2 separate regions of the Rattus norvegicus genome follow, and region 2 is linked to region 1. The links are chromatin contacts, called in public Hi-C maps. All regions are on one chromosome and are shown on one strand. The core of a region is the stretch at or near the end of the contact, and the rest is flanking DNA. Distances in the headings are between cores, read along the strand shown. Region 1 overlaps Ttc39a (tetratricopeptide repeat domain 39A). Region 2 holds the start of Rnf11 (ring finger protein 11).

Region 1 (4,980 bases), core at 1,389-3,888:
CATCATCTGCACTACTCTCAAAATTTTAATCTTCCAAGCTTCCACAGTACAGCTCATCACACTTTGAACACTCATTGGCTTTTCTAGCCCCCAATTCCAAAGTCCTTTCATTCTCTTCAAAACATGGTTAGGTCTATCACAACAAAACCCCATTGTCCTGGTACCATTTTATCTTGGGGTTACTGTTGCTGTGCTGAAACACCATGACCAAAAGCAACTTCACGGAACAGTCCATCATCAAAAGCAGTGAGGGCAGGGGCTGATGCAGAGGCCATGGGGGAGTGACACTCACTGGTTTCTTCCCTATGGCTTGCCCAGCCTGCTCTTTTAGAACCTAGGATCACCTTCCCAGGGTGAACTACCCACAATGGTCTGGGCCCTCCCACATCAATCACTAGTTAAGAAAATGCCCCCACAGTCTTGCCTGTGGCCGGACCTTGAGGCATTTTCTCAACTGAGGCTCCCTTTTCTCTGATGATGACTCTATCCTGTGTCAAGTTGAGTTAGAATTAGCCAGTGTAGTCATGGTGTTAACAGATCATGGCGACAGAAAGCAAACCAGAAATGGATGGAGGGAGGGAGGGAGGGATGGATGATGTACATAGAATTATATCTATTCAGTTCTCTATGTGACATGGAAAAAAAAGGAAGACTTTGGAGAAAGGGAGGGGCCTGGGAAGAAGGGGCCTGAAAATAAAGTGTATACTCTCATGTATGTATGGAAATGTCACAATAAAACCAATAATTTTGTGTGCTGACCTAAAAAATAATTTTTAAACGATCTTAGCATGAGGTGAGCCCTCTCACCTGTAATCCTAACAATTGTTAGTTTAAGGCAGGAGAATGGCTTCAAGTTTAAGGACAGCCAAAGCTACATAATAAATTCTAGGCCTGGGCTGAAGTGAGAGACTGCCTTAGTTTGGGTTTCTATTGCTGTGGTGAACCATCATGACCAGAAGCAACCAGAGGAGGAAAGGGTTTACTGCACTCACAGTTCCATATAGCAATTAGTGATAGAAAGCAGCAAGGGCAAGAACTCAAGCAGGGCAGTAACCTGAAGGCAGGAGCTGATGCAGAGGCCATGGAGGGGTGCTGCTTACTGCCTTACCCATCATGGCTTTTTCAGTCTGTTTTTTTATAAAACCCAGGACCACCAGCCCACAGTGATATCACCCACAAGGGGCTGGGCCCTTCCACATCAATCCCCAAATCCCCAACTTTTTTTTTTTCCAGAGCTGAGGACCGAACCCAGGGCCTTGTGCTTGCTACCACTGAGCTAAATCCCCAACCCCAATCCCTAACTTTTTAAAATTTGCCTACAGCCTGATCTTGCAGAAGTATTTTCTCGATTGAAGTTCCTCCTCTCAGATGACTCCAGCTTATATCAAGTTGATATAAAAACCAGCCAGGAAAAAAAAAAAACTGGGTAATGGCTCAGTGTGCAAAATGCTCACTGTGTAAGCATGAGAAATGAGTTAAGATCTTCTGCACATGCATAAAGCTAGGCTTCCTTGCAGGTGTCTGGAACCCCAGTTTGGGACTGGCAAGTAGGGAGGAGTTGGAGCAGGGCAGACACAGGAAGATCCCTAGCGTTCACTGGCAAGCCTACATAGCTGAAATGGCAAGGTTTGTGTTCCATGAAGAGACATCACCACAAAAAAATAAGGTGAACAGAGAATGACATCTGGAAGCCAATGCCTCCTTCGCAGATCCACCCATGTGCCAAATACATGCTCTAGCACACAAACAAGTGAGTTCCTGGATAATAGCTACCACATATGAAAGATAGTTAGTATGTAGTCTCATATAGTCAAGGGGAACACATAGTTCATAAGTCATAGGATGGGACAAGGGGATAGAGACAGATGGAAATCCGTAAGCCACAGGAGGATGTAGGACAAGTCTTTAAAAGTCCCGTGACAGCTGGACGTGGTGGCACAAGCTTTTAATCCCAGCCATTGCCCTGCTCCAAAGAGAAGGGGTCCCCCTCCTGCAGCCCACTGCAGCCCAGTCCTCCTTCAAGACATACATGGCACACCCTTGACTGTACCCCAATGTTGTCCCTGACTGAGGAGGTTTTTTTTTTTTTCTTTCACTGAATAGCCAGCATCAAACACTGTATCTTCTGTGCTTCATCTCTCTCCAGGATGTGCCTTCAGTGTCTTCCCTTTGTTCCTCTGTATCCTGGCCGAGGCTAAGGCCTGGCACTTGGAGTGTCCAGCAGGCACAAGGATTCAGGCCCTTTCTGCCCCAGTTATAATAAAGCAAAAAGAGCCTCTCAGGCTTCCCATGGCTTGCCCCAAACTCCTCCACAGGATCATCTGATGCTATTTCTTCCCTGTCCTCCAGAGCCCCTCCAGGCTTTTGCCTGTGAAAACACGCTCTTTGGCCTCCCTGTCCCCACCCTGATAGACACTCACTGTACAGTCAGGAGTCAGGCTGGAGCAAGCAGTGACTCATGCCGTCAAGTCATCCAGGGACATTAGGTGGACCACAATCACTTCTGATCCAAGGCCTTTCTCCCTGGGGTCAGCTCTTTGCCCTCTAATTCCACAAATGTTTACCTCACAAGAGTAGGAAACCCAGGCTGTGCCAGGCAGACAGCCTGTCAGCTTCCAGCAAGTGGCTTCTGGCATCGGGCCACACTCATACCACGCCCTCACCCAGTGGACACAGCTCCTCTCGGCAGTGCCCTGAGCCCGTGTGTGTTTCTTGCTCTGGGTCTGCTTTGTTCTCTTTCTCCTCTTTCCTTAAGTCCTCCTCCACGACTCTCCTTCAAAGGTTTTGCCTTCTTACGCCTACTTGGGGCCTTTCGATTAAAAATACATAAAGTGTAAACTGTCTTGGTGCTCCATGCTCCGTGCTTGGTGTGTCCATGTGGCTGGTGGCTGCCATACCTGGGTGGTGCAGAAGAACATCCCAGCCACAGTAGACAGGACATGCTAGACAGTGAGACATGTCTATTCCTTGTGACAAATAGCTATGCTGACACCTTAGAGTTGAAGGGATGTAGCTCAGGATGTAGGGAATGCATGGACAGGCACAGCCCTGGACTCAACCCCCAGCACCAAATCAAGTTTCTCTGCTTGTCACAGCTTTTAGCTCCTCCCACCCCTGAGTCCTGTTCAAACCTTTGGTTCTGTTTAGATCCCAGTGGACACATCTGTGTTCATTGGGGTTTGGTCCTTAGCTCTGAGGCTCCTAGGTCTATGTGGGTGAGCCCTGACCCACAGTGTCAGCCCACCTTGGACCAGGAGTTCTCCTTGCTCAGCAGGTCGGCATAGAAGTAGGCCATTTTCCACTGACCCTTGTAGGTAAAGCACCACATCAGCTCCCAGTAGCACATGTGGTGAAACTGCTTCCAGTGCTGCTGAGCCTCACAGCACTCTTCAAACCGCCGGACAGCCTGTGGACAACCAGAGCCAGCTTAGGGAGGCCCGCCTGGCCCCGCACTGCTGCACCCTTTAACTCCACAGCAGGGACACCTTTCCAGGGCCCCCTGTAGGCTATTCATGATGACTGCCTCTCCTTTGGGTTCTAGAGATCTGGTCACTGAGTGAAAGCTTGGAGTAGTGCACATGGGGGAGGGGACAGGAAGCACAAGATGTTACTACTGTTCCCATCCCTGTGTGTTCCTGTGAATGGATGTGGGTGGAGCCAACCTCAAGTGTCTTTCCTCATGAGCTATCTGCCTTTGTTTTGAGTCAGGGCTTTTTTGCTGAGACTTGGGGTTCCCCAACTAGGCTAGGCTAGCTAGTCAACAAACCCCATGCCACCATGTCTGGCTTTTCCACATAGGTGCTGGGGACTAAATTCAGGTCTTTTGTGCCAAGCAGCTTACCAACTGGGCCGTCTACTCAGTTCCAGAGGGTGTTAATATATTGATATAATAATGTCTGGGCCTCAGAGAAAACACCAAAGAGCCTCATAGTTTCCATGGTAACCTACACCCAGGGATTGATCCTGAGAGGGCTGGCTGGACACTTCCAGGACTCTACAATGTAGCCTTCTATCATGGCATAGTTCTCTGGACTTTGCCATGACTGTGACCTTCCCTGAGGTCTTTAGCTCAGAGTTTATCAACCTTCCTAGTGCTATGACCTTTTAGTACAGTTCTTCAGATTGTGGTGACCCCCAGCCATAAACTTATTTTTATTGCTATTTCATAACTGCAATTGTGTTACTGTTGTGAACTGTAAATATCTAAGTTTTCTGATGGTCTTAGGTGACCCCTGTGAAAGGGTCATTTGACCCCAAAAGGGTGGTGGCCCACAGGTTGAGGAACATTGCTCAGCCCCTTTCCATGGCTCTTTCCCCACCTACCTCATTCCTATTCCCACATCCAGCCTAATCACCCACACCCTGGCCAGCAGCTTTTCCTGATCAGGAATGACATAATCCTACATCTTCCTACCAAAAGCCTACAGCACGAGCCCCTCCTCCCAGACCACCTCCGACAGAATGCTTCTCCCACCCCTGCCCTTTCATGGGCTCACCCTATCCCCGAGTATGCCTCTGTGTGTCTAACTTCTTGCTGGCCTAGGATACCCCAAGAGATCCCCACATCACTCACAGCATCAATATTTCCTTTGATAGCTTCAATCCGCCCAGCAAAGAACAGGAAGATGGCGCCCTGCAATGAAACTCGTGAGGATGTGTGTGGGCCCACTGGGTACTGGTGGGATGGGGTGCCCAGCAGGGGTTGGTCTCACCTTGGGGTATCGGTTCAGGTAGGGCTTCAGCAGCTTCTCTGCCTCCTCGATGTTGACATTCCCAGTACCTGGAGGAGGCAGGGAGGTACATTGCTCGTGTTACCACTGCTGGGGCCTGTGCTCCCTCTAGCAACCTGCCAGAGCCTTCCTGGAGCCTCTGTCTTTCCCTTGTGGGATGGCACAACGATTCTCCCTATCTCCAGAGTGATAGGCTTAAACAAGCTAATGTGGATAGTGCCCTATCACACCAAAGGCTCAGTAATCTGGA
Region 2 (4,980 bases), core at 1,758-4,257, 41 kb before region 1:
TTCCCTTCCTCCCTGCCTTTCAGAGATTGGGTATCCTTATGTAGCCCAGGCTTGCCTTGAACTCATGCAAGACCTGAATATCGGGATTTAGGAGTCTACTGATAAACCTGGCTTCTGTTGTTTCCTTTTCATTTTTCTGTAGGTGCTGTTCCAAAATCATTCTCTCTGTGGTGACTTACAAAGTAACTAACACCTGCCTAGAATTTTTGCCAAATGAGAGTGACTAATATTTTAATATTGTTCTCTAATCAAAGGGGTAGTAGGCTCAAAGAAACACACCACGGCACTCTCACCAGGTACATGGGTCTAAAGTTATACCTTTGTAAAGATGCTAGTATACCTTTTTATATCATTTATGATACAGGTGAAATGTATATGAACTTGTAGGAACAAGGTAAGAAAAATATAGAACAAAAAAGCCAGGTAGTGGTGGTGCACTTTAATCCCAGCACTCAGAAAGCAGAGGCAGAGGCAGAGGCAAGTGGATCTCTGTGAGTTCAAGGACAGCCAGGGCTACACAGAGAAGAACCCTGTCTCAAAAAACCAAGTCAAACAAAGAATAAAGATAGAGTGCTGAATGTCGGCGTTCACCTCTGCAATCCCAGCATTTGGGAGGCTGAAAGGCATGATAATGTGGAATTCCAGGCTCCTATGGGCTCCTTTCTTAATGGGACTGTCTTTGTTCTGGGAGGAGATACTGAGAAAGGGTTCTCCTGGAGTCCAGACTGGCCTGGAATTCATTCTGTATCAGAAGATGATTCTGAACTCCTCATCTTCCTGCTTCTACCTCCCAAGTGCTGGAATGACAGGCATGTATCACCATGCCCAGCTCATGGTTCATTTTGAAACACATCGATTAGAGACAGGGTGTGGTGGAACACACCTTTAGCTCTAGCACTTTAGCAACAGACAGGCAAGAGTTTGAGGCTAGCCTGGTCTACATAGGAAGTTCCAGGACAGCCAGGGATACATGGTGAGGTCCTGTCTCAAATAAAAAATTTTTTTGTTTGATTGAAAATAGATTTTTTTTGAGGCAGGATTTTGTTGTTGTTATTGTTACATAGCTCTGGATAGCTTTGAACTAGACATCTTCCTGCCTTGGCTCTAAATGCTTGAATTACAGGCATTCAACAATACCCTTCTCTCTCTTTCTTTCCTCTTTTGATTGTCAGGACAGTGTTTCTTTGTGTAGCCCCGATTGTTCTGGAACATATATTGCAGACCAGACTGGCCTCAAACTCACAGAGATCTGCCTGCTTCTGCTTCCAGAGAGCTAGGATTAAAGGCATGCCTAGTTAAAAGCCCTGCTTTTAACATAGAATTTAAGCTCACTTTGACAGTGATTTTGTAGAATTGGGATATATTTGGGATTTACTCATTAAACCCAGTAGTATCTCTCAAAAACCCCTCTGACCCTCTCAAATGAGATAACCAGAGTTTCCTACAAACATCAGTGGAGGGGAGCCTCTAAGATGGTTTATTTGTTGTTCCAGATGAACCCAGGCTCTTTCAGGAAAAAGTCAGGTGTTATAAATCAGTTGCTCTGGCATAGGGCCTGACAATAATAATAAATCAGTAAATGGTGAATAAAAATGGGGATCAAAGTCAACTTCTTGCCTTCTTGGTTAAAAAAAAAATGACTGTGGAGAACACTCTCTTCTTGTTCTTCCCTTTGCATGTGCTGTTTGAGTATTTGCTCACCCAACCAAGGAAAGACTCTACCTTAGGCAACATGCCAGGCCTTACACAGGGAAGGGACAGAGGATTCAGCTTCGGCAACCTGACAGAAAGGCACAGGGACTGGGAACTCTGAGCAGGTGACTAACTCAGACTTCTGGGACAGAAAAAGCTTCCCAAGGGAAATGAAATCCAATCCACGAAGGCCCTGTGGGAATAAGGATGAGCCCGATGAGAGGTAAGAGGTCAGGGACACGGTCTGTCTGTGGAAATCTCAGCCAGAGAGAACAGTCTCTGAGATGACTAAAAGCACTTTGGTCATCTGAATTTAGAATTTATGAAAAAGGGGTATTTTGTGAGATTAGAGATTTCTCTTTTTCCCATTCTGTTTTTTCGAGATAAGATTTCTCTGTGTAGCCCTGGCTGTCCTAGAACTCAAAAAGATCCACCTTCCTCTGCCTGGAATTAAAGATTGAAGGCATGCTGGGATTAAGGCAAGCGCCACCACCCAGAGAGATAAGAGATTTAAGATTATTCTGTGCATAGTATTGGGAAGCCATTGGAGGTTTCAAGGACGACCATATGGATATATATATCCCTCAACGATTCAAAGGGACAATGATGAATACAGGGACTTTGAGAATCTACTGCAAATGTTAGTTTGCAGGGTGGGTGGCTTGAATTAGGGAGGTGGGATTGGGAAGAAATAGACAATCCGATAATCTCTAGGCTGTGATGTTGGGTGAATAGGGCGTGCTCGTTGTGAGTTTGGACTTTATTCTGAAAGGATAAAGGAGAAGGAAGCTATTTAAACACCTCAGCCATCTGCCTGATCCATTCAGATTCGTGCTTACAGACATCACCCGGCAGACAGTGTGAGCAATCTCTGAGGACACCGCGCAGGTAAGAAGGGTCTCTATCTAGTCGTGAGCGGGCTGCAGCCAGGATGTGTAAGGGGCGCCGGAGATAGATGGTCCGGAGGCTGACAACCGGACAGTCGGGGACCTTAAACTCACAGCCGAGCCACGCACCCTAGTCTGGCTGGGGGCGGGGCGCGCGGTCCAGGGCGGGGCCGGAGCACGCACGGCGGCATGACGTAGTCCGGGCCAGCCTCGTTCTGGCCACCGCCGCCGCGCTGAGGCGGAGTAGGATGAGGCCCCAGGCCGCTGCTCTAGCGTCGGCAGGGGCAACAGCAGCTGAGGCAGCAGCTGAGGCAGCCGCGACGGCCGCGCCCCCCCCTCCTGACCTGGATTAGGCCCAGCAACCCGTGGCCGCCGCCGCCCCGCGGGGGGCGGGGTGGGGAAGCACTCAGTCTCCCCGCCCCCGCCCCCCTCAGGTTCCAGACACGACCCCGGCGCAGCCCGCGGCCTAGCCTCGCGCCCCCTGCCCCGGGGGCTGGCATGAGCGGCCCCTCGGTGGCGCCGGGGCGCGGGGGAGCCGCCGCCTGAGCCCCGGGCCTGCCGCCTTGGACCCCGCGGCGCCGAGCGAGCTGACCGCCGTGTGTGCGGGAGACCGGGTCACAGCTTTCTTCCTCCCTCAGATCTCAAGCATACACCCCAGCCCCGGAAGATGGGGAATTGCCTCAAATCCCCGACTTCGGATGACATCTCCCTGCTTCACGAGTCTCAGTCCGACCGGGCTAGCTTTGGCGAGGGGACGGAGCCAGATCAGGAGCCGCCGCCGCCATATCAGGTAGGGAGGGTGTGTGTCGGTGTGCGAGAGGAGGCGGCTCAGGCCCTCTGCCCTTGGCCTCCACGGCCTAGACTTGGGGGGGCGTTGACCCCTTCAGGGCTGGCCTTGAGGGTGTCTGCTGCCCGGTTCTCCAATGGAAAGGGATTCTTGGCATCCTCTTTGGCACGGGTTGAGGACGGTCTTCTGTCCTTGAGTTCAGGAATCAAGAGTGTGATCTTATATCCCCTTTGGTGTCTGGTTGTGGAGTTGAGGGTGACATGATTATCCTGCCTTTATGTCTTGAGTTGTGTGATTTCAGGATTATGGGTTTTGCTAGGTTGTCATTCTCCCGCCCCCCTCCCCCTTATATTTGTGTTTTCGTATATGATCCTCCGTACTCTTTTGTTAATTGGCTCTGGTAGAATGCCTTTTTACCATCTACTTGGGAGATAGAATTCCAAGTGGCGATTTTGGCCTCAGCTTCATAGAGTTATTTGTTAATATATACGTATGTGGTAATTTTAAGCTCCACCCCTGTGGCACACCTTTTAAATAAGTTGACTTAATAAAAATTTGATTTATCTTGAACTTGAGAGACCTTTCTACCTGACTTGGGAAATGCTATCTGTTACTTAAAAGTCCTCTTTATCAAAGACTCCTGAATGGGTCATTTTAAATAATACATTGAGTAAAACTTCTCAGGTGGGCTTGAATACAGTTCTTTTAATATTTTCCTGAAGAGAGTTTAGTTTTCTAACTGTGCAGTCTCCTTTGCTTTTATGTGGTGACATCATTATCTAGTGTAGTGTTTTCCCAATCCTGTGTAAACCAGTTTCTCATCACATGACAAAAAAAAGGGGGATCACATGAGCTGATTTTTCTGACCCCCTTCAGGGTCTTCTATACATGTTAGTCAAGTCCAATCTTTATTGTATCCTTGCAGAAGCCTCTGTAATTCAAGCTTACCAAACCTGGCTTGTCTTTTGCTCCAGGTGATCTTTATGCTAAGAGCCCTTCCCCCAACGTTGCCCAGGTGAACATCTAATCCTCTTGAAGGACTCAGCTCAAGTATCTAAAGTCCTGACATTACCTTCCCTGCCCCCCTGAATTCCTGGATATGTCCCCCATGAGTCTTCTACACTTACAAGCAAAGCCATATACCTGTAATAATTTAGTGCTGTATCTTTGTTTAGGTAGTTTTGTGTCTCACCCTTGACATGTATTCTCCCCTTGTACAAGCTGAATTTGGAACAGTTTCCAGGTGCTTTTGCACTCTGCGTCTGACTCATAGTAGATACTCAATAACTGAGATAAATGAAGAATAGAAGCTCTGTCTTCAATATATCATGCAATTCCTGCCCCATAAAAATTTAGTATTGTCTATGTTTATGTGGCCCATTTCCCCCAATGTATTTAAATTGCTTCAGGAGCAGTCTCAAATACTAAATGGAATATGGATATTTTATCAGTAGCAGGAATTAAAACTGAGAACCCTGTACATTGTAGCAAAACACTACTACAGAGCTAGAACTCTGCTCTTTTTATTTTGAACTTATTGTTAGTGTCTCAGGAAGTCGACCAGACAGACCTCTATCCTCCTATCTCATCCTCCAGAGTTGCTGGAATTAGAGG

The links. A called contact is a pair of places that touch in the nucleus more often than the background predicts.
Region 2: a Hi-C map of liver shows a contact between it and region 1, with 2.2 times the contacts expected there. The contact joins the promoter of Rnf11 here to the enhancer-like site in region 1. A contact is called at or near these places in 5 of 12 Hi-C or Micro-C datasets (kidney, liver, mammary epithelial cells and 1 more).

Annotation. Positions count from the first base shown.
Region 1 is chr5:129,420,484-129,425,463 of GRCr8, reverse strand. Ttc39a (tetratricopeptide repeat domain 39A) reads right to left here. Exons shown (of 18, transcript NM_001415826.1): 10 at 4,713-4,780; 11 at 4,574-4,633; 12 at 3,245-3,406. Among named protein-coding and RNA genes, the nearest start is that of Ttc39a, 29 kb to the right of the region's middle. Within about 2 kb of position 2,638, at least 16 of the 93 cell types and tissues checked have an H3K27ac peak or open chromatin away from gene starts, as enhancers often do. A contact at or near this core is called in liver, where this site is marked.
Region 2 is chr5:129,461,565-129,466,544 of GRCr8, reverse strand. It overlaps Rnf11 (ring finger protein 11), which reads left to right and starts at 3,007. Exons shown (of 3, transcript NM_001271224.1): 1 at 3,007-3,369. The coding sequence starts at 3,247.